Linked DNA regions of Mus musculus: all the other regions are linked to region 6. Evidence: chromatin contacts called from public HiChIP or PLAC-seq and promoter capture Hi-C data. All regions are on one chromosome and are shown on one strand. The core of a region is the stretch at or near the end of the contact, and the rest is flanking DNA. Distances in the headings are between cores, read along the strand shown.

The links. Promoter capture Hi-C pulls out the DNA fragments that hold promoters and counts their contacts. HiChIP or PLAC-seq counts read pairs in DNA pulled down with a chosen protein or histone mark.
Region 1: a contact with region 6 is called in a promoter capture Hi-C map of embryonic stem cells, with 4 times the contacts expected there. The contact joins the promoter of Ryr3 here to the promoter of Aven in region 6. A contact is called at or near these places in 8 of 39 promoter capture datasets (3T3-L1-derived adipocytes, cranial neural crest, embryonic stem cells and 5 more), 2 of 484 Hi-C or Micro-C datasets (cortical neurons and embryonic stem cells) and 6 of 115 datasets of contacts at active chromatin or transcription factors (embryonic hindbrain, embryonic stem cells, forebrain and 2 more).
Region 2: a contact with region 6 is called in an H3K4me3 HiChIP or PLAC-seq map of bone marrow-derived macrophages, with 9 times the contacts expected there. The contact joins the enhancer-like site here to the promoter of Aven in region 6. A contact is called at or near these places in 7 of 39 promoter capture datasets (the 3T3-L1 cell line, the C10 cell line, cranial neural crest and 4 more), 8 of 484 Hi-C or Micro-C datasets (the AML12 cell line, cardiomyocytes, cortical neurons and 4 more), 9 of 115 datasets of contacts at active chromatin or transcription factors (the NIH/3T3 cell line, astrocytes, bone marrow-derived macrophages and 4 more) and 1 of 9 other capture datasets (embryonic stem cells).
Region 3: a contact with region 6 is called in a FOXA1 HiChIP or PLAC-seq map of pancreatic cancer cells. The contact joins the enhancer-like site here to the promoter of Aven in region 6. A contact is called at or near these places in 4 of 39 promoter capture datasets (the 3T3-L1 cell line, cranial neural crest and hippocampal neurons) and 5 of 115 datasets of contacts at active chromatin or transcription factors (the NIH/3T3 cell line, astrocytes, embryonic forebrain and 2 more).
Region 4: a contact with region 6 is called in a promoter capture Hi-C map of hippocampal neurons, with 2.7 times the contacts expected there. The contact joins the enhancer-like site here to the promoter of Aven in region 6. A contact is called at or near these places in 6 of 39 promoter capture datasets (the 3T3-L1 cell line, the C10 cell line, cranial neural crest and 2 more), 1 of 484 Hi-C or Micro-C datasets (ventral hippocampal neurons) and 3 of 115 datasets of contacts at active chromatin or transcription factors (bone marrow-derived macrophages, craniofacial prominence and forebrain).
Region 5: a contact with region 6 is called in a promoter capture Hi-C map of hippocampal neurons, with 23 times the contacts expected there. The contact joins the enhancer-like site here to the promoter of Aven in region 6. A contact is called at or near these places in 17 of 39 promoter capture datasets (the 3T3-L1 cell line, 3T3-L1-derived adipocytes, the C10 cell line and 11 more), 2 of 15 datasets of contacts at CTCF or cohesin (pro-B cells and stem cell-derived epiblast-like cells), 27 of 484 Hi-C or Micro-C datasets (the AML12 cell line, the Ba/F3 cell line, the C2C12 cell line and 16 more) and 7 of 115 datasets of contacts at active chromatin or transcription factors (astrocytes, embryonic stem cells, forebrain and 2 more).

The regions. Positions count from the first base shown.
Region 1 is chr2:113,215,667-113,218,986 of GRCm38.p6, forward strand. Ryr3 (ryanodine receptor 3) reads right to left here and starts at 1,417. Exons shown (of 104, transcript NM_001319156.1): 1 at 1,274-1,417. The coding sequence starts at 1,324.
Region 2 is chr2:113,432,032-113,435,513 of GRCm38.p6, forward strand. The region is part of intron 3 of Fmn1 (formin 1); the gene reads left to right. Among named protein-coding and RNA genes, the nearest start is that of Gm13963, 42 kb to the left of the region's middle. Within about 2 kb of position 1,945, at least 8 of the 459 cell types and tissues checked have an H3K27ac peak or open chromatin away from gene starts, as enhancers often do. A contact at or near this core is called in bone marrow-derived macrophages, where this site is marked.
Region 3 is chr2:113,369,721-113,373,065 of GRCm38.p6, forward strand. The region is part of intron 2 of Fmn1 (formin 1); the gene reads left to right. Among named protein-coding and RNA genes, the nearest start is that of Gm13963, 20 kb to the right of the region's middle. Within about 2 kb of position 1,926, at least 4 of the 459 cell types and tissues checked have an H3K27ac peak or open chromatin away from gene starts, as enhancers often do. A contact at or near this core is called in pancreatic cancer cells, where this site is marked.
Region 4 is chr2:113,396,240-113,399,516 of GRCm38.p6, forward strand. All of the region lies in intron 2 of Fmn1 (formin 1), which reads left to right. Among named protein-coding and RNA genes, the nearest start is that of Gm13963, 6.1 kb to the left of the region's middle. Within about 2 kb of position 1,257, at least 71 of the 459 cell types and tissues checked have an H3K27ac peak or open chromatin away from gene starts, as enhancers often do. A contact at or near this core is called in bone marrow-derived macrophages, hippocampal neurons and trophoblast stem cells, where this site is marked.
Region 5 is chr2:113,301,122-113,304,163 of GRCm38.p6, forward strand. No RefSeq gene overlaps it. Among named protein-coding and RNA genes, the nearest start is that of Tmco5b, 17 kb to the left of the region's middle. Within about 2 kb of position 1,745, at least 13 of the 459 cell types and tissues checked have an H3K27ac peak or open chromatin away from gene starts, as enhancers often do. A contact at or near this core is called in the N1E-115 cell line, forebrain and hippocampal neurons, where this site is marked.
Region 6 is chr2:112,491,474-112,494,779 of GRCm38.p6, forward strand. It overlaps Aven (apoptosis, caspase activation inhibitor), which reads left to right and starts at 1,491. Exons shown (of 6, transcript NM_028844.3): 1 at 1,491-1,748. The coding sequence starts at 1,518. It also overlaps a transcript of Chrm5 not described here.

The DNA of each region.
Region 1 (3,320 bases), core at 167-2,666, 720 kb after region 6:
AGAATGGTTGGTCTTCTCTGTCCGTCAAACAAGACCCAAGACTGAGCCTTGACCAAGGAACTGTGTTTGAAGAAGAGACAATGGAAGTAAGGATGGGTCTGAAAATTATTAGAAGGAAACTGCAAAGCAAGAGGGAACGTTCCAAAAGATGGACAGAGCAAAGTTGTCGTCCTCTATGACCAGGACAGAAAGAAGCAGGGCGCTCTTAAAAAGGACAGTGCAAGGTAAGATTTTCATTCTAATTCTCCAGACCTACCTACCTCGTCACCTAGCACTTATAAAGCATTTGTCAGTTGCAAAATATTATGGAATTCACTATTTCATTTAATTATCTTTCATGAAATGCTAGTTACATTTGCCTCCATTTTACACGAGAGGAAACTGAGGCTACGTAGAGAAGATTATATGAATTGTTCAAGGTCAGGTGGCTGAAATCAGCCCTAGGAAGCAACCTGCTGCCCCCTGTCCTTCAAGGTGGTCGACCACCTTGAGTTGTTAACTCCCGAAGGGGAAGACAGGCATAGCAGCGCTGGACTTTGCCCCGTTCCCCAAATCTGGGATGGAGCATTGCCCTCCATCCAGCGCCAAGAAGGGGACCTGATGACGCGGAGCCACAGACCGGGATTTCCCCATTCTGCAGGGTTCTTGGGAGCCTGGAGCACAAACAGTAGCTCTCACACACCCGCGGGTGAGTCAAGTAAGGTTTAGCAGCAGTTGCTGAATAGAGATTTAAAGAGAAGGGAGACGGACAGTACTGGATGAATTCCCTTCTGATCAGTCCCTACATTGCCACCAAAAGCAGGCGCCCGGTTTCCAGACCGGGATCCCCACTCTCGCCCCTGCCCCATTGGCTCCTTTCTTGACTGTCCCCTAGAGCCCAAAGGCAGCTCGAATGAGGGACCCGGCAAGGTGTGGAGGTGACAGGAGGCCGGTTGTGGAACACCTCTGATCTTCTGGGTCGGAGGAATCACAAGCCAAGCTCAGCTTGAAGTTTGAGCATCAAGGGTTTCAGACCAAGTAGCGAGTTGCCCGGAGAGCGAGCAGTCCCGGGTGGGAGACCTGAGAGTGTGAGGTGGCAGCACGGAATGAGGGGGAAAGGCTGAAGAAGGGGCCCCTTTCCACTCAGCCCCTCACCGCGGAGAGGTGGCTGGTCCGCCTCTGCAGCCTGCGAGTGCGGAGAACGCGCCCCGCACCGCGGCGCAGCGCAGCCCCTCCTCACCGCGCCGCGCTCCTCCCCACCTGCCCGCCGCCTCGCCCGGCCGCCGAGACTCACAGTCCTCAGGAACTGGATCTCATCCTCGCCTCCTTCTCCCGCTTCGGCCATGGCTCCCAGGGCGTGCGCTGCGCCCCAGCCTCGGGCGCCTCTGTTTCCCCTAGGCAGCGGCGTGCGCTGACTGCTGCTCTGCCGCTGCTCTTTCTCCTCCTCCTCCTCCTCCTCCTCCTCCTCCTCCTCCGTCCTCCTCCTCCTGCTCCTCGCTCAGCCTCAGCAGCGCCGAGCTAATCCCCGACCATATAGGGAGCTGGGCTAACACTTGACTGCACTGCAGAGCGCCAATGCCAGGCGAGCAGCCCGCCCACCCCTCTCTCCTCTCGCCCCAGCCAAGTGCGCGGCAGCCACGGACTCCGCGGACAGCGCAGCGCGGCGCGCGCCGGGCGGGTGTGGGGCAGAGCTAGGGACCCGGGCCGGAGCCGTGGAACCTCCCCCGCACCGCACGGCACCGCACATTCGGTGGAGACGCGCGCCCCGCGGCGACGGGAAGATGGCTCTTACACAAAGGCCAGTTGCTTAGATTCAGTGCCCCCAAATTGGGCACAAACCCTCTAGATTTGTCCACTTTGCACGGTGCATGTGTGTGTGTGTGTGTGTGTGTGTGTGTGTGAGAGTGTGTGTGTGTGTGTGTGTGAGAGAGAGAGAGAGAGAGAGAGAGAGAGAGAGAGAGAGAGAGAGAGAGAGAGAGAGAGAGAGTAAGTATTGGTTTCATATTTGGGTGGGAGTGCCCATCTGGAGCAGGGCGCTGACCACTCACCACCTCACCACCCATAATGGGTGTTCCTTTTTCATGCAGCAAGGAGAGACTGAGGGTGACTGCTCATCCATAACAAAGTTTGTAACCCCGTGGGTAGCTCTTCTTTAGAGAACCCATTCACTCTTTAAAATTTGATAAGGAGAGGGTACAATAATCAGAATGCACAGTACACGTGCATGAAATTGGCAAAGAACAAACTCAATAAACGTTTTGGTTTTGTTTTTTGTTTTTGTTTTTTTAATCTGATAAGGACACTACACCCCCATTGAATAGAGCTTCACTAGCCCCTGGGAGCTTCAAGAAGCTGTCCTCAATTTGGAAATCAGATGGCGTCAGAATTGTTTCTTTGTGCCCACGCTTACCCATACTCTGCACTTTAGAGCTAGCCCTCTGGACTCAGGGGAGTGTGAGGCTGCTGAGAGCACACAGTGTGTCCTAGGAGGCTACTAATCCTTACCTGACCTTGGGTGGATTTTTTAGGATTTGGGAGCAGTGAGATTGGTCCTCTAAAAGCACAGAGTGCAGGGTGTCCCTTCTGTATGCTGGTCAAGTAGTTTCTGGGCAAAACAAAAATGTTTTAAAAGAAAGTGCCTCAAGATGTAGGTGAGTAGCAGCTCTGGGTCTGAACCTACCAGCTCCTCTAAAGGCTGCCTGGAATACAGCATGCCATCCACACATTGTGGCACTTTACCTTTCATGCTTGCCTCTATGCCCAACCTTTGGATAAAGACTCTTGTCTCCATCACTGGCAAGAGTACATGTTGATAGATGAAAGGCCGAGGAACGCCATCAGCCATGGCTAGAACTTCAGCAGAACCCAGGGAACAGTGAAATACTCTCCGGGTGCTTGAACCATTGTAAGTCATCAAGGAAACCAAGAGCAGTTGACTAGAGGGGGGCCGTGTGACGGACATGGTGGCTAACTGACAGCCTATGGGGCCAGAGAAAATCTTTCCTTTTAGTCCGTTCAGCACTTTATACCTTTTTACATACAGCGTTGCTAAGTGCTATATGTATAACATCTGAAACCTGACTAATGAAATAAAATAGAGCTATATCTAATCAATACTGCTTACTTGTCCTACAACAGGGACTCTTAGGTGTGTTTTATCAACGAGAATAACAAAGCTTTAGAACATTAGAGAAAATGGCCACCATCATATAAATAAGCATCTCCTTTGCTATGCATTATTATCCATGGTGACCAGTTACCCAGATGGTGTTAATGGGGCCGGTGCTGTGTCCTCAATTCTAGGAAGGCTGGTTAGTTTCACTCAATTTGCGAGTTAAGGA
Region 2 (3,482 bases), core at 695-3,194, 940 kb after region 6:
CTCAAAATATTCTCCAATTTAGAAAATCGTGAGTGTGCCCTTGTAGTAACAAACACACCAAAGGTCTTCCTAGGCTGGGGGAAGTGGGGCTGAGATTTAGATACTGTGCTCAGCAGGTTTCCGTTAAGATCACTGACATAAATCAAACGTATCGTCCACTAAGGTTTCTGAGATGTGAGTTGGGGGATCAGCTTGCTCCATTACTTTAGGTATGTGATAAGGTAGACTGTTATGTCAGGGAATACATGGCCAAGTCAGGCTGTTCAACTTCCCACATTAGTCAGAGAGGGAGGTAGGCATAGAGACATGTAGGCAGAGTCTTAGCCAGGGTCACTAATGTGGTAAAACAGCATGACCCATGGCAACTTGGGGAGGAAAGGGTCTGTCTCATTCGCAGTTCCATAGAACAGTTCATCATCAAAAGCAGTGAGGGTAGGAACTCTAGAAGGGGAGGAACCTGGAGGCAGGAGCTGATGCAGAGGCCATGGAGCGGTGCTGCTTAAAGGCTTGCTCCCCGTGGCTTGCTCGGTCTACTTTCTTATAGAATCCAGGACCACCAGCTCAGGGATGGGATAACGCGCAATGGGCTAGGTCTTCTCCATTAACCACTAATAAAGAAAATACCCTATAGCTTGCAGCTTGCCTACAGCCCCATCTTACAGAGATATTTTCTCAGTTGAGGCTCCCTCCTCTCGGATGATTCTGGCTTTCATCAAGTTGGCATAAAACTAGCCAGTACAGGAAGGAGCAAAATGTCCTGAGGCATGGCCTAGTGACCCACTTCCTCCATCTAGGCCCCAACTCTTATGTTCTCACCACTGTCGAATGGCCCATCGCACTATGAACCTTTGAGTAGATTAATCCATTGATGAAGTTAGAACCCTCTGGATCTGCTCAGCTCCCTAAACCCCTCTGAGCACTGCTTCATAAGGGACCAAGAGACTCGTGAGCCAAGGCATTTCAGATCCATTACAAAACCTAGGGACAGGAAGAATATATTATCAGGCAGTAGTTTGATCAGCGTTATACACTGGGGCCAGCACTGTCTGGGCCAGTGAACGTGATTTCTGCTGTTAGTTTTAGATTATGAATTTCCTGAGCCTTTTCCTGTAGCTGTGCCGACTCTCAGTTGTATGTAAGGATGGCAGCTGGAACGTTTAGTAACTGTTGGGAGTTTAGCCTCCGTTAATCATAGTAAAGCCTGGCATTAGTCTGGATTACTCTAGTCCTTCTACCCAGCTGGACACTCATTGTTTAGTTACTAAAAGCGTCTTAGTTTCCTTGATAAAATACCATGACCAAAAGCAGCTTGGGGAGAAACGGGTTTGTATTTTGGCTTCCACAGCTCAATCATAGTCTACCACAGAGGGAATTCAGGGCAGAAACTCAAGGCAGGAACCTGCAGGCAGAAACTTAAGTAGAGACCATGGAAGGATGCTACTTATTTGCTTGTTCTACCTGCCCAGGTGTAATGAAACCCACAGTGGACGGGGTCCTCCCTCATCAATCATTAATCAAGAATATATACCATAGGCTTGCCACAGGGCATCTGATAGAGGCTTTATTTTTTTCTGTTTTAATTGAGGTTTGTCTTAGTTGGAGTTACTGTTGCTGTCAAGAGATACATAACCATGGCAACTCTTTTAAAGGAAAGCATTTAACTGGGGCCTGTTTACAATTTGACAGATTAGATTATTATCAGCATGGTGGCAGCTTGTAAGCGGGCCTGGTACTATAGAAGGAGATGGGAATTCTACATGGGGATCCACAGGTAACAGGAAGAGAGGGAACCACTGGGTCTGGGCTCGGGCCCACCCCAGTGACACACTTCCTCCAACAAGGCCAAACCTTCTCCAACAAGGCCGTACCTCCTAATCCCTTCACACAGTATCACTCTCTGGTGACCAAGCAATGAATCTGTGAGCTTATGGGGGCCATTCTCATTCAAACCACTGCCAAGTTCCTCTTCTCAGATGACTCCAGCAGTGTGAAGGGAACAAAACAGTAGCCAGTACAGAGTGAAACACAGAGCAGCATCAAATTACCAAACTGAAGGCATGAAAACAGAAGTTTTTTTTTTTTAAGTGATCTCCTCTGCCTCCCTTTCAGTGTTTCAACAGAAAAGAAAGCTTCTACACTATAGCGATTTAAAAACACTATGAAATAGGAAACACTTATAATTAGATGGATCCAGTACAAAACCTGGCCTTGCCATTTCTTGGGTGTCTAATCGCAGACTTGACCTAATTTCTTTTAAATGCCCTATAACATCAATAGCAGTGGCCAGTAAAGTGTTTGCTTAGCAGATGGGTCTGTTAAATGAATTCTAATGAAATCATATTAAGCACTTCATTTCTTCGTCACTGGCCATGTTTTAGGTGCATAGAGACTACAGGAATGGAACCACTATTGACTGTTTCAGAGGGCAAGAGATAGAATATTTCCTTTATTGTACAACTTGCACTGAACAGAGATAATCTAAATAATACTTTTCTCATAGCTTTGTGGGGCAAATTTAGGCATACGAAAAATTATTTAAAGAGCCCATTGTGTATAATGCTTACATAGGACCTCAGTGGCATCCAGAAACATTGGCTGTCTTTACCTTCTGCCTTGGTGAATGCTTTTCTTATCTATTTGCCTTTTCCTCCTTTCCTCCTTCCCCTTCCCCGTCCCTGTTTTGTTTTGTTGGAGATTGAATCTAGAGTCTTGCCCACTAAACAAGCAAGCATCCTTCCCAGTACTTGGTTTTTTATTTGAGACAGGAACTCTGTATGCAACCCAGGCTGGCTTTGAACTCACTGAGTAGCCCAGGCTTCTCTCAAACTTTCTTTTGGCTCCACCTCTCAAGCGCTGGGATTATTGGTGCATGCCACCACATACCCATCTTCATTTTGTTTTAGGTATGTCTTCATCTTCCCTAGCCGTGGGAGAGTTAGAGTTTTGAAGTTGAACTATTTTTCAAGATAACTAGAGAATGAGGAAAAGAAATGGCAAGTATTCCAAGTTTTTCTCTCACATGCAGAAACTAGAGTTTTTCCAAAATGTTAAATCTAGCTCTCAATGTCATACAAAGCAGAAGTGTAGGGGGAGGGGGCTCTCCTGGGGAGCAGGAGATTATGAGTTGAAAGAGACAGATATAAATAAAAAACAGTGATGCACATGTATGAAAATATCCTAATGAGCTCCATGATTGTATATGCTTAGACAATTAATATAAGAATCAAGCAGATACCTGGTTGTAGTGGCAAAGAGCTGTCTGGCATTGCTGCCAGGGAAGGAAGAGAAGAAAGATGCTGCATGAGGCCGACCTTGTTCATTACATTCCAGACCATCTTGGTAACTTTTACCAGAAGCAACTTTGAAGTAGTTTCTCCACAGATTCCATGCCTTCTACCGTAGTTGTCCCTGTGGCACAACAAAGTTTCTCTCTTTGCTTTGGAAATTCCCCAATATCCTTCAGAAACGTGACCCACAAAATT
Region 3 (3,345 bases), core at 676-3,175, 880 kb after region 6:
TTCTTATATCTAGAATATAAAAAGAATATAATTGAGTTAACAAGAGATATCAAAGATTCATCATTAAAATTACATATATGACCTAGTGACCCTACCTTTAAGAACTTTGCTTAAATGAGGTTATGTTCCTGAATGATTACATGCACACAGGTACTGACTGCAGCACTTTAGAATTTTGTTGTCATTATTATGAGTGTTATTTGTGTGCCTGTGTGTGATGGAGGTCATGTGCAGACATAGGCGTAGGAACACTGCTTTGTGGTTCTCTGCATGTACCCTTCCTTATGTGTGCTCATGGGATTGGCTTTAGGTCACCAGGCTTGCATGGCAAGCACTTTACCAGCTGAGCATCTTGCTGGCCCTAAAGCAATTTTTTAATACTTCTGCAACATCTAGGGAAAAAAAAAAACTGAACATTCATGAGCGAAGACATGTTTAAATAAATTGCAACACATTTTTTCCTCTGTAATACTATGAAACTGTCTAAAGTATTAATATAGATTTCTAACAAGCTGCAATATAATATATAGAATGCTCTGTTTCTTGTAAAAATGAACATGTCTTCTTCCCATACATAAATATGTGTTTTTTGCACAGACTTGAATGTCAGAGAGAAAGGTGTAAAGAAGAATTGGCCAGGCTGTTAACATTCAAAGGGCAAGGCAGTGGGGAATAGACCAGAGAACAGGGTGTGAGAACTGGGTGTGTCAGCTCCTTCACCTCTCTACTTTGTGTATCCTTACAGTGTTTCTCTAGATGTGGCGGGTGCATGTAACTTTTATAATTTCGAAAGCATTATTTTTACCATTTTGTTTCTTATTTTTATTTATATGTGTGTGGTTGTGCATGTAGGTGGGTGCCTGTGCCCATGTAGAGGCCAATAAAGATCAAGTGTTCTGCTCTGTCACTCTCCACCTTATTCTCTCTCTCTCTCTCTCTCTCTCTCTCTCTCTCTCTCTCTCTCTCTCTCTCTCTCTCTCTCTCTCTGGCTTTTTGAGACAGGGTTTCTCTATATAGCCCTGGCTGTCCTGGAACTCACTCTGTAGACCAGGCTGACCTTGAACTCAGAAATCCGCCTGCCTCTGCCTCCCAAGTGCTGGGATTAAAGGCATGCACATGTGCCACCACGCCCGGCACCACCTTATTCTCTTAAGGCAAGGTTTATCACTGAATCTGGAGCCAGGCTGGCAGCCAGCGAACCTCAGTGATCCTCCTGTCTCTGACCACCACAGTGCTGGGGTTATAGGCACAAGCATAGCCACACCGTTTTGAGGAAAGAAATCACACACCAAAATTAGCCAGACCCCCCTAAGCTATATATCTCAGTGAACTTCTATATAGTTAAAGTAGCCACTTGAAAGGGAATCTATAGAGATTCATATTGTGTTTTTATATTTTCAGAATCCAGTGTATTTTTATACATTTATCCATCACCAAAATGGAAAATCCGTGACAGCATTAGAGCTAGAAAAAACGATTAATTTTATATCCTCTTTCATCACTCATTTATACCTACATTCAATCTTTCTTCATTCCCTAATATTTAATCCTTTTTCCTGAAAATTTTGTCCTTTTATATTTCCTTAGAGCTAAATAGCATTCATGTGTGTGTATGTATATGTATGTGTGTGTGCACACACACTACAGATTTTCTTTTTTAAGATTGATTTTATTTTATATATATGAATTTTTGCTTGTAGGTACGTCTTTGCGTCCTTTGAGGGCTTGGTACACATGAAGGTCAGAAGAGGGCTTGGGATCCCCTAAAACTAGAGTTATGTGTCAGTCAGGAGGTTGTCAGGCTCCATATGGGTGCTAGGGATTGGCCCACGGTCCTCCACAAGAACAACAAAGCTCTAACTACTGAACCATCAGTCCAACCACATAGACCAAATTTTCACTCTCCATTCATGTGTTGGTGGACAACTAGGTTGATTCCAGTTCCTTGCCGCGGTGAATCAATAACTGTGGTGTGTAAATATCTCAGTGGTGGTGTATAGAGTTCTCTGGAAAAATGCCCAGAAGCAAAATAAATGAACCATATGGTAGTTCTATTTTTAATTTTTTGAGAAATCTCAAAGCTGACTTCCACAATGGCTGTATTTAGTCCCCAACAACAGTGAATAAGGGCTTCTTTCTCTCCACATCCTCTCAGTCTCTTGTCAGACCCATTGATGATAGCCACTCTGACTGGGGTGAGGTGCTTTGTCAAAGTAGTTCCAATTTGTATTCTTCCAAGGGCTCGGGATGTTTAACACTTTTAAAATAGTAATTGGCTACTTCTGTTTCTTTCTATAAGTGTTTATTTAGCTCATCTGCCTATTTGTTGATGGTAGTCTTATTTCATTGGCATTTCATTTCTGCAGTTCCTTGTGAATTCTAGGTATTTATTTCCTTGCTTAAAGGTAGTTAGTAAAGGTCTTCTCCCATTCGTTAGGCTGACCGTTTGCTCTACTGATTGTTTCTTCTGCTGTACGGAACCTGTCTATTCTCAAGTAGTCCCATCTGTTGATACTTAAGAGTTGGTTCCTCTGTTGTTGCTGCTCTATTTTAAATTACTAAAGCTAATCCGGTACCTATGTTTCATCTAAAAATTGCAATTTTATTTCTTTAAGGGAAAAAAAAAACCAAAGAAACATGCTTTACTGAGTGTCATGTATATGTGGGGGTAGGATTATAGTGGAAGCACATTTTCTGTGTTTTTCCTGTGTCTTCCAGTAAAGCAGGAAACTCAGCAATGAGAATATAGCATTTGTCAAAAACAAACAACTAAACAACGAACAGGAACGTATCTGGAGAGCCATGAAGGTAATGCCTGAAAGAAGTATATTTGATGGTAAAATTAGATGAGCATAGCACAAAATCCAGAATCTAACCATGAAGGCAATATAGTGGGGCTTCTGGATGCAACAGAGTTCCAACACAGGAACAGACCCACCTCCAGGCCCTTCTGGGAAGGGGGTTTGGGGGTTGAGGAGGGTTATGTGACAAAGAATGGCATGATGGGGGGTGGGGCTGAAGAAGGGACCAAAAGAAGAAGAGCATATGAAATACCCTTGCCTGACTTTCTAAAGTAAAGCCAAAGACAGGTGTAAGGGGATCATCAAGCTGCCAGTTATGGCCTACAAGGTCTGCCCTTCAGGGCCCAGAGCACCAAAGGGTGAAGTAGACCCTGAGGAGCAGCACAAGGGAACTTTGATGATGCAGGTGAACTGCCTATAGCATGGAGACCAAGAAAAGACTTGATTGTAACTGGAGGAAGTCATCTCAGTAGAACGATCTGCTCTTAGGTAGTTGGTAAGTGGGTGGTAGGCAGGTAATTAGTACACACACACACACACACAC
Region 4 (3,277 bases), core at 7-2,506, 900 kb after region 6:
GTGCATCTGACTCTGTCTCTCTTGCCCTCCTTCTTCCCTCCCTTCCGGTCCCATTCATTCTCTTTTCTCGACTTTTCCTACTCTTCCTCCTCACCATTCCCTCCCCACCCCTGCCTGTCTGCTGAGTGACCAAGGCTATGAGCTCCCTCAGAAACACAGGCATGTCCTTACAGGCCCCTCTCTCTTGTACTGATACGAGTTCTTTAGACTTACATGGAATGAAATGTCATATTTAGCATCGCTAAAAGAGGAGGTTTTATTATCTCAGGAAGGAACTTCAGTTGGAATGGCGCTGGGTGTGATTTGAGAATATTTGTATTGTAGGTTAACTTTGGTCAAGTCCCTTTAATACACTGGAAGCCTTGGTTTGTTTTTCTTTTAAGTTTTTCATTTAGCTTTTACTTCATGAAGAAAGATGTTCTTGGATTTCATTTAATTAATAGTGAACATATGCATGCATGCATGTCTGCGAGGGAGGTGGATGTTACCTTCTGCTGCTACCTACATTGTTTCTTGAGAGAGTCTATGTTTTGGCCTGCAGTGCCTAAGTAGATTAGATGGTCAGAGAGCCCCAGGGGTTCCCCAGCATGAAGGTTACAAGTGCATACTGCTGCCATTCCTATGTGGTTCTAGGGACTGAATCTAGGGTCTAATGCTTGCACAGTAAGCGCCTAACTAACTGAGCTATTTCTTCAGCCTCCTGCTCCATTGTTGTCCTGATCCATTTCTTTCCTTTTCTTTTCTTTTTTTTTTTTTTTTTCTTTTTGGTTTTTCGAGACAGGGTTTCTCACTCTGTCCTGGAACTCACTCTGTAGACCAGGCTGGCCTTGAACTCAGAAATCTGCCTGCCTCTGGTGGTGCACGCCTTTAATCCCAGCACTTGGGAGGCAGAGGCAGGTGGATTCTTGATCCATTTCTTGACACTGCAGTGAAACAGATGTTCTGTGTAGACAGACTCTAGTTTGTTGCAGGTCCTTAAGGTACGTGCTGAATCTGGGTAGTATTAAACATGGCTTCTGAAAACTAATGGGAAAGGAAATCTGTGGTTGGATAATGATTTGATCTTTTTTGAGAAAAAGGTCCTGAAGGAAGCAGGTCTGGCCTTATCTTCTCTGTTGGATATAAGATGTAAAACCCCTCCTTGCTATTGTCCACCAGACCCTGTCTCATTTTTCCCCTCTCTGACTGCCAACACAGTGCCTGGATAGCAGCAGACTCCCAACACAGTGCCTGGATAACAGCAGGTGCTCATGGCTTCCTGCAGCATTTGCCTTGTAGTTTTCTCTAACTCCCACATATAGCCATGATAGCATCTTGCAAATTCTCGGCAGCTCCAGCCAGCCACAGTTCTTTCTTTGTCAAGAAACCCCCTTGCCTTTAATCAACACGAACACTCCTTCCAGTATGCAGTTTTCCTGCCGTAGTTATTTATGAGTATCAGTTTTCCTTCCCAAGGTTTCAAAGCCAGAAGACTCACCAGGAAGTGGGATCCAGAATCCTTCAAGTTTCATGGCCCTGCAATTTAGCTGTTACAGTAATTTGTCTCTCCCTGCCCTCTTTCCCTGGTTTCTGCTCCAACCTGCCTGCAGCCTACACTGCTCTTTTATTGCCTCCTCTTCCTGTCGGCTGAGTCGGTTCCACTCTGGGCACGTTGCCAAGCTTTACAGCTTCCTCTTTCCTGCCTGTTTCTCAATTCTTCATCCCTTTTCTCCCTGGTCTATTGAAGGATACGTAGAAATATTAAGGCCACTCAACTAAATCAGTGGAACTTGGTCAGTAAGTTTGGAGGTAATATGGAGAGTGGACAAGGATGGCCTGTCTTTTTCATCTATCTACACTGACCTTCCTTTCCAAGTTCCGTCTTACATCTATTTCCTGCACAAACACTCGGCCCCGGGCTCCTCTCCTTTCTGCACTGCATCCTGTTCTCCTGAATTGCCAGTCCACCATTCTCTTCTGATTCCTGTCTGCTTAGCGCTTTCCTGTCCATGAAGGCTTGGAATCCCACTTTCTGTACAATCATGTGCCCTTGGTTATTGCCTATCTCTTCCTCTGAAATCTAAAAGAACTTCCCGCGTGTCCTCACATGATGCTTAGTAACAAACCATGTCTCATGGGAAGACGCCTCCACATGACCCAGGGTAACCCTTGAAGCCAACAGCTGTGGTACCTGCAGTGGGAAGCAGGCTATTTAAGTGTCACGTTCGTTCACCCAGTATTTTGTCACTGGCAGAGCCCTTTCATCCACTGAATCTCATCAGATTTTCACAACTATATTACAAGGTCCACATCGCTACCATCATCTCACTGAGCAACTGCAGCCTCAACTTAGTGACTTTTAAAAGAAAATCCCTTTCAACCACAAAAAAGGAGTCCATAAAAGAGATAGTTTAGAAAGCAATTTGGCATTTTTTTTTCCCTACAGGCTATGTAAATAAGTCACTTCCCCTGCTCGGGAGTTAGGCAGTTAAGCATCTAATATTAATGAATCTGCGACTAAATAACTCTGTGTGGAGGTATGGAAGCCTTCAGCACTCAAATGGTGGATGATTCTACAAAGCGGTCACCATACAAAACTCACCCTTTAAAGCAGCAGTTGAGATATCAAATTTTGAGAATTGCATATTTGAACCCCGGACATTACAATTTGTAAACACGGCTGGATGCTTCCTCTGGGTAACTCTTCACTTGTGTTGCCCTAGTCAGTGCTTATGGTTCGTGAGGAGTCTATCTTCCTTCCCAGTGGCACCCGTCTTCAAGATAAGATTTTAAGACAAAATTATTTTAACCAAATGATGTGAGTTGACACTTATACACAGCCTGCCATCTGCTGGAGCTTTCTATGTATTATCACTAAACCTTTCAAGAGTGCTTTTGGGAAATTGCACCAGTGTATGCATAGTAAGCTTGGGCTTAAAGAGGGGACCCTCTTAAGCTGAACACTTGGAGCAAATACAAGTTGGAGTGGGTGTTGGTCTTCTACACCTGCGAGTGCCGTGTCCTCTCTGGCTGTACTGTCATTGATGACGTGTCAGGCAGTTCCAGACAGAGGAGTGGGATAGAGAAACTCCACCATTTAAATTCTCTGAAAATCATGATGACGGAAGCGGGCCTGGGCGATGTTGTGTGTTTTCTGGATGATATACTGCACTGAGTTGCCTCTAGTTCCACATTAAAGCCTCAGCAGAGAGCAGCACATAGGATTTCAAGGTATTTCGTTTGATATTGAATTACTCTGTGAGAAGAAGTAATGAATGGATAACGGACTGCTGTTGTG
Region 5 (3,042 bases), core at 495-2,994, 810 kb after region 6:
CCCTCTTAGAAATGCTTTCATTGTGTCCCATAGGTTTGGGTATGTTGTGGCTTCATTTTCATTAAACTCTAAAAAGTCTTTAATTTCTTTCTTTATTCCTTCCTTGACCAAGGTATCATTGAGAAGAGTGTTATTCAGTTTCCACGTGAAAGTTGGCTTTCCATTATTTATGTTGTTATTGAAGATCAGCCTTAGTCCATGGTGGTCTGATAGGATGCATGGGACAATTTCAATATTTTTGTATCAGTTGAGGCCTGTTTTATGTCCAATTATATGGTCAATTTTGGAGAAGGTCCCGTGAGGTGCTGAGAAGAAGGTATATCCTTTTGTTTTAGGATAAAATGTTCTGTAGATAGCTGTTAAGTCCATTTGTTTCATAACTTCTGTTAGTTTCCCTGTGTCCCTGTTTAGTTTCTGTTTCCACGATCTGTCTATTGATGAAAGTGGTGTGTTGAAGTCTCTCACAATTATTGTGTGAGGTGCAATGTGTGCTTTGAGCTTTACTAAGGTGTCTTTAATGAATGTGGCTGCCCTTGCATTTGGGGCATAGATATTCAGAATTGAGAGTTCCTCTTGGAGGATTTTGCCTTTGATGAGTATGAAGTGTCCCTCCTTGTCTTTTTTGATAACTTTGGGTTGGAAGTTGATTTTATTCGATATCAAAATGGCTACTCCAGCTTGTTGTAATTACTCATTTTTAAGTGATAAAAAATTTAAATTCAAGTGTTAATAAAAGTATAAAATTCAGATAATAGTTCTAGATACAACCAAATAAAAAGCTTTAGATATAGCTAAGCAAATAGAATTGATTATCATTGAATGCTACCTTTTAATTCCTCCCAACTGGAGACAGCCTTTCCCACTCTCTACCCAAAGCTCCAAGAACCTTCCCTGGATTTCCTGTAGTCCTAAGTGCTGTGACCTTGACACAGAGGTCCTCCTTATTCCTCACCAGGCATCACACAGCCCCTCATTACAGGGATACTGAGGATAAAGTACTTAGTAAAAGAGCAAATGGCTTCTTTTCCAGCCTGCTGCCTCCAGGGATACAACTGCAACTGTGAGGCTGGGATCTCACATTATAAAAGCGTTTACTTTCAGGAGTACTGACAAAGAGCTGATAGGACAGAAAGGAGGGAGGGACACGGTGGAAACAAAGGTCACCTGTCCAGCCGGTGGCATCTCTGTATTCACAGAAGCTGTGACAGCATAGTAGCCTTTTTTTATTATATTTTTTTGTATATTCCACATGTTCTTGATTTCTGGGGAAGTTTTCTCTTTTAGAGCTCGTCCTTGCTACAGACGTTAACAGTTTTGTTCAAGAACATTGGAGCAGAGGCAGCACACTATGTTTTGGCTGCAGATGTATCTCAGGTTTCTTTTCTGGGGTCTAAGAAAGTCGAAAATATGAATAAGCTCTGAGTGTGGCGCCCGCAAAAAATTTTAAAACTGATCAACAGTACCCTCTTGTGGCCAAATCAAATAAAGCACTTCCGCTGGTTTCATCCAACTAGCACGTTTTAGTAGGGAAGATCAATTAGATGTCATTCGTGGATAATTCTCGGTGTTCTAATAATTCAAATTGGTCTGAATTTGCTCATTCAACCAATCACTCTAAAAGAAATGTATAGAATAATTTCGTTGGTCTAGTCAATATTCTTGATATTAGATTTATAGTACTGAAAAGACAGACTGAATTGGGCCCACATCGTAGTTGGCAAGCAGATAATGAGGCAGTCGGGGGTGGGAACTGAGAAGGAGCGGTCACAGTGTTCACTGAGAAGGTAACACTATAATAAAGTACTGGATGCGGTGAAGGCACTGTCTAGACGCCAAGAGGGAGTGATCCATAGGGATTCGGCAGGCACAGAGCTGGGAGGCTCTCCCGAGGATTCCCTGCCCATAACTCATTCATACAAGTCTATCTGTAGAAATCTGTGTTACTCCAGGTCCCTTTCAGGGCAGGACCCATGCCTGAGGCTTTTTATGCTGAAGCTTCAGCATTTGGGACTCTGCAGACTAATACTATGTCAGTTTGACACAGGACCCAGTCATCAGCAAGGAAGGAGCCATCATTGGGAAAATGCCGCATAAGGTTGGACTGCAGGCAAGCCTGTAGGGCATTTTCTTAATTAGTAATGTGGGTGGGCACAGGCACTGTGGGTGGGGCCATCCCTGGGCTGGTGGCCCTGGGTTGTATAAGAAGGCGGACTGGGCAAGCCGTGGGAAGCAAGCCAGTAAGCAGCATTCCTCCATGGCCTGTACAGGAACTCCTGCCTCCATGGCCTGTACAGGAACTCCCGCCTCCAGGTTCCTGTGCTGCTTAAGTCCCTCCCCTCACTGCTCTCAAGGATGAGCTATTGAACGGAGCTGTGAGTGAAATCAACCCTTCTCTCCCACTGCTTTGCTCATGTGCTTCATCTCAGTGATAGTAAACATGACCGAGATTCTAAGGCTACATTTATATTATGTGGAGATGAAAGATATGGCCACAGCTGATCAGAAAGTGCAATCAGAGGATTCCCTGACACATGCATCCCTTGTCACATGTTTGTTTGTTTTGTTGTGTTTGTTTTCTGCTTTTTTTTATTAGATATTTTCTTTATATCTCAAAATTTTCCCCTTTCCAGGCTCCCCTTTGGGAACCCTCTATCACATCCCCCCCTTCCCTTGCCTCTGTGAGGATACTCCCCCACCCCCTACCATCTTCCCACCCTGGCATTCCCCTACACTGGGGCATCAAAGCCACTAGGGCACAAAGACCTCTCCTCCCACTGATGCCAACAAGGCCATTCTCCGCCATATATGCAGCCAACGCCACGGGTGCCTCCATGTGTACTCTTTGGTTGGTGGTCCAGTCCCCAGAGCTCAGGGCTCTGGCCTGTTGACACTGTTGCTCCCTCCATGGGGCTGCAAACCCCCTCAGCTCCTTCAATCCCTTCTCCTACATCGGGGACCCCGTGCTCAGTCCAATGGTTGGTTGCAAGCATCCGCCTCTGTATTTGTCAGGCGCTGGCAGAGCCTCTCAGGAGACATCCATAT
Region 6 (3,306 bases), core at 241-2,740:
TGTCTTCAGGTATCTGTGGGTACCAAGTACTCTTTTTTTTTTTTTTTTCCTTGAGACAGGGGTTCCCTGGCTGTACTGGAACTCACTTTGTAGACCAGGCTGGCCTCGAACTCAGAAATCTACCTGCCTCTGCCCTGCCAAGTGCTGGGATTAAAGGCGTGGGCCACCACTGCCCAGCTGGGATAACCATTTTAAAAGACATTTTATCTTAAGCTGACAAACCTCCAGGGGTTCTCTCATCACATAGGTTCCCCCACTCCCTGCCACCTGTTAGCTGGGTCAACTCCAGTTCAGTCATCAGGCTGTACCTTGGGGGTTTACTTAAGAAAAGCCAACTTCCAGCTTTGATCTTGAGTTGCTCACAGCATTCAGCTCACTGGAGCAGAATCATTTGTTTATATAATTATCTTCCACGTGAATTGAGGACTTTAGGGTGGGGCCAATCTGTCTTTTCAATTCGGAACATAGTGCTACTGGTATATAATTCTGTACACAATTAGAAGTGATATATGGCTATAAGGAAGGGGCCTAAGACGCGATGAAAGTGACATTTCTTTTGGTAGGCTGATTCCATCCCTTTGCTTTTATTATTATTAATTAATTACTTTTACTTTTACTTTATTTTTATTTTTTTGAGACAGGGTCACTGTGTAGCCCTTGCAGTCCTGTAACTCTGACCTGCACTCTGTAAAGCAGACTGGCTGTGAACTCTGAGATGGGCCTACCCCTGGCTCTCCAGTGCTGGGATTAAAAGGCCTGCACCACCATGGCTGGGCTTGCTTTCATTGTTTTCAGGTAGCTTCCTTAAGACAAAATTAACCTCGGCTTCTGTTAACCTCGGCTTCTGTTGTTTCTTTCTCTCTCTCTCTCTCTCTCTCTCTCTCTCTCTCTCTCTCTCTCTCTCTTTCTTTCTTTCTTTCTCACGCCAAAGACGATTTTAGCATTCTCCAACTGAGCTACGTTCCCAGCTCTCTCTTGTCTTTCTATAACTAACTTTCCCGCTACCCTTGTCTTTGGACCCTGTCTAACCAAGTCCTGCTAGGGGAGTTAAGCTCTCTAGGACTGTTGCCTCATTGCAAAATAAGGGCAAGTACCTATGAGAATCAAGCGCTCAATGTGAGTTACAGCAACGACGTTTACAAGTTCTCTTCAAGATTTTCAAGCATCTTTCCCCTTCCCTACCGGACCCTCCACCCACTTGAGCCGCTGTCCAGACCTGTGACTTGGGACTCACCCTCAACCCTTCCTAAATCCTGACTTTAAAATGACTTATCTTCTTTAAATCAGGTTAACTAAAAAACTCATCGGACACCTTAGGTTTTGTGTCATGCAAACACTCATATGAATTAAGAACTATCACACAAAGTGACTTTATGGCGTCCTTTTATTACAGATCACTTCGTGGTCCCCGCCCCGGCCGGGCCCCGCGCCCCGATCACCACGGCCGGCGCTCGGCTGCTTCCGGTGGGGCCTGCGCTCTCCGCGGCGGCTCGCGCGTTCTGCTCGCCGGCGGCCTCATGCAGGCTGAGCGCGGGGCTAGGGGCGGCCGCGGGCGGCGGGGAGGCCGGGAGCGGCCCGGAGGGGACCGAGAGCCGGTCGGGGCAGCGACGGCGCTGGCGAGAGGAGGCTGCGGGGACGGAGGCGGCCGGCGGGGCCGAGGCCGGGGCTTCCGCCGAGGCCGAGGAGGTGGCGGCCTGCGAGGCGGCCGCTGGGAGCCTGGAGGCCGGGGCGGCGGAGCCAGCACTCGGGTAAGGAGCGCGGGTTGCTGCGGCCGCTAGCCGGCGTGTGGGGAGCGCGAGGCACAGCGCCTGCGCGGGATGGAGCCGGGAGGGCGCGCGGGGGGGGGGGGGAGGGAGAGGGGACATGCACGTGTACCGTGCACGCTCAGCCCCTGGCTGCTTGTGGCCGAAGGACTAAGCGACCGGCCTCCGCGTTTTGCTGGTGCCAGAGTCCCATGGTCTGATGGAGACTAACGGCGGCGCCTGGTGTCCGGGCTACAGCCTGGCGTGCTATCCCAGAAGTGACTTCCTGCGGAGCGAAGTCTACCAGAATACAGATTTACACAGAAGTGTTTACTCTGCCCTCCGTTTCCTTTATCCCATCCCACATTGCCTAGGTAACAGTGTCTGTGGTCACCCATACCTGGATGGAAGGACATGGGGGGAAGATTATGTCTTCATTTTGGTTTGGATTGGTGACCTCTAAGATCTTTCCCACTCTTCAGATTCGTATTTAGTCTCGCCGAGACTATTCTGGGTACCTAAAGATTAAATGAGGAGAAACTGACCGACCTTCCCAAGGCCTTTCTGTACTCATATCTTATATGTTGGGCACATTGGTGCTCTAAATCAGGATTAGTGCAGTGCTCTGAAAGCAGTCAACAGCGTTCCAGCTGTGTAGGGACCACTGTCCAGCTGCAGGATTCCACACAGTCTACGTCCTTTGCTTTCCCTCTGGATGATTAGACTGCAAATGGAAACAACTTCTAGATATGTACTCCTCCAAAGTAACTTACTTGGGAACTAAGAAGCCCTGAAACCATTCCTTCTAAAGATGTGTGGTATGAACCATGAGCTTACTGAGTGTGATAAGCAAATTATCAGGACAGTCACCTTTACTGCAGTGTGTTATTATCCTTAATGCAATTGTTAATTTCGCAAAATACAAGAATTTGTTTATATCTATTTTTTGTTTTTGTTAAAGAAGTATATTAGTTTTTCTGCGCCCGTGGACCCGTCTCTCTCTCCTCTTCCTCTCTTCCTCTCTTTCTCTCTCTCTCTCTCTCTCTCTCTCTCTCTCTCTCTCTCTCTCTCTCTCTCTCTGTGTGTGTGTGTGTGTACATAAGTGTAGTGCCAGCAGAGGCCAGAAGGCATCAGATCCTTTGAGCCCACGTTAAAGGCAGTTATGTTTTCCAGAACAGTAGCAAACTGCTCTTAATCCTCTGTAAGGCACCCACACTCTCGGTATATGCACCCCCCCTACATTCATGTAAATAAAAATAAACACAAGAATGCAAATGTTTTTTCTGCGGGGCAGTGGTGGCGCACATCTTTGATCCCAGCACTTGGGAGGCAGAGGCAGGCTGATTTCTGAGTTTGAGGCCAGCCTGGTCTATAGAGTGAGTTCCAGGATAGCCAGGGCTACACAGAGAAACCCTGTCTCAAAAAAACCACACACACCCACACACACACCCCCCCCCCCCCCCACACACACAATAATGCAAATGTTTGACTCCAGTTCCTTTGAATATATACCTAGTAATAGGATTGTGGAATCCTTAGTGGTGGTTATAGTTTTTATTTTTAA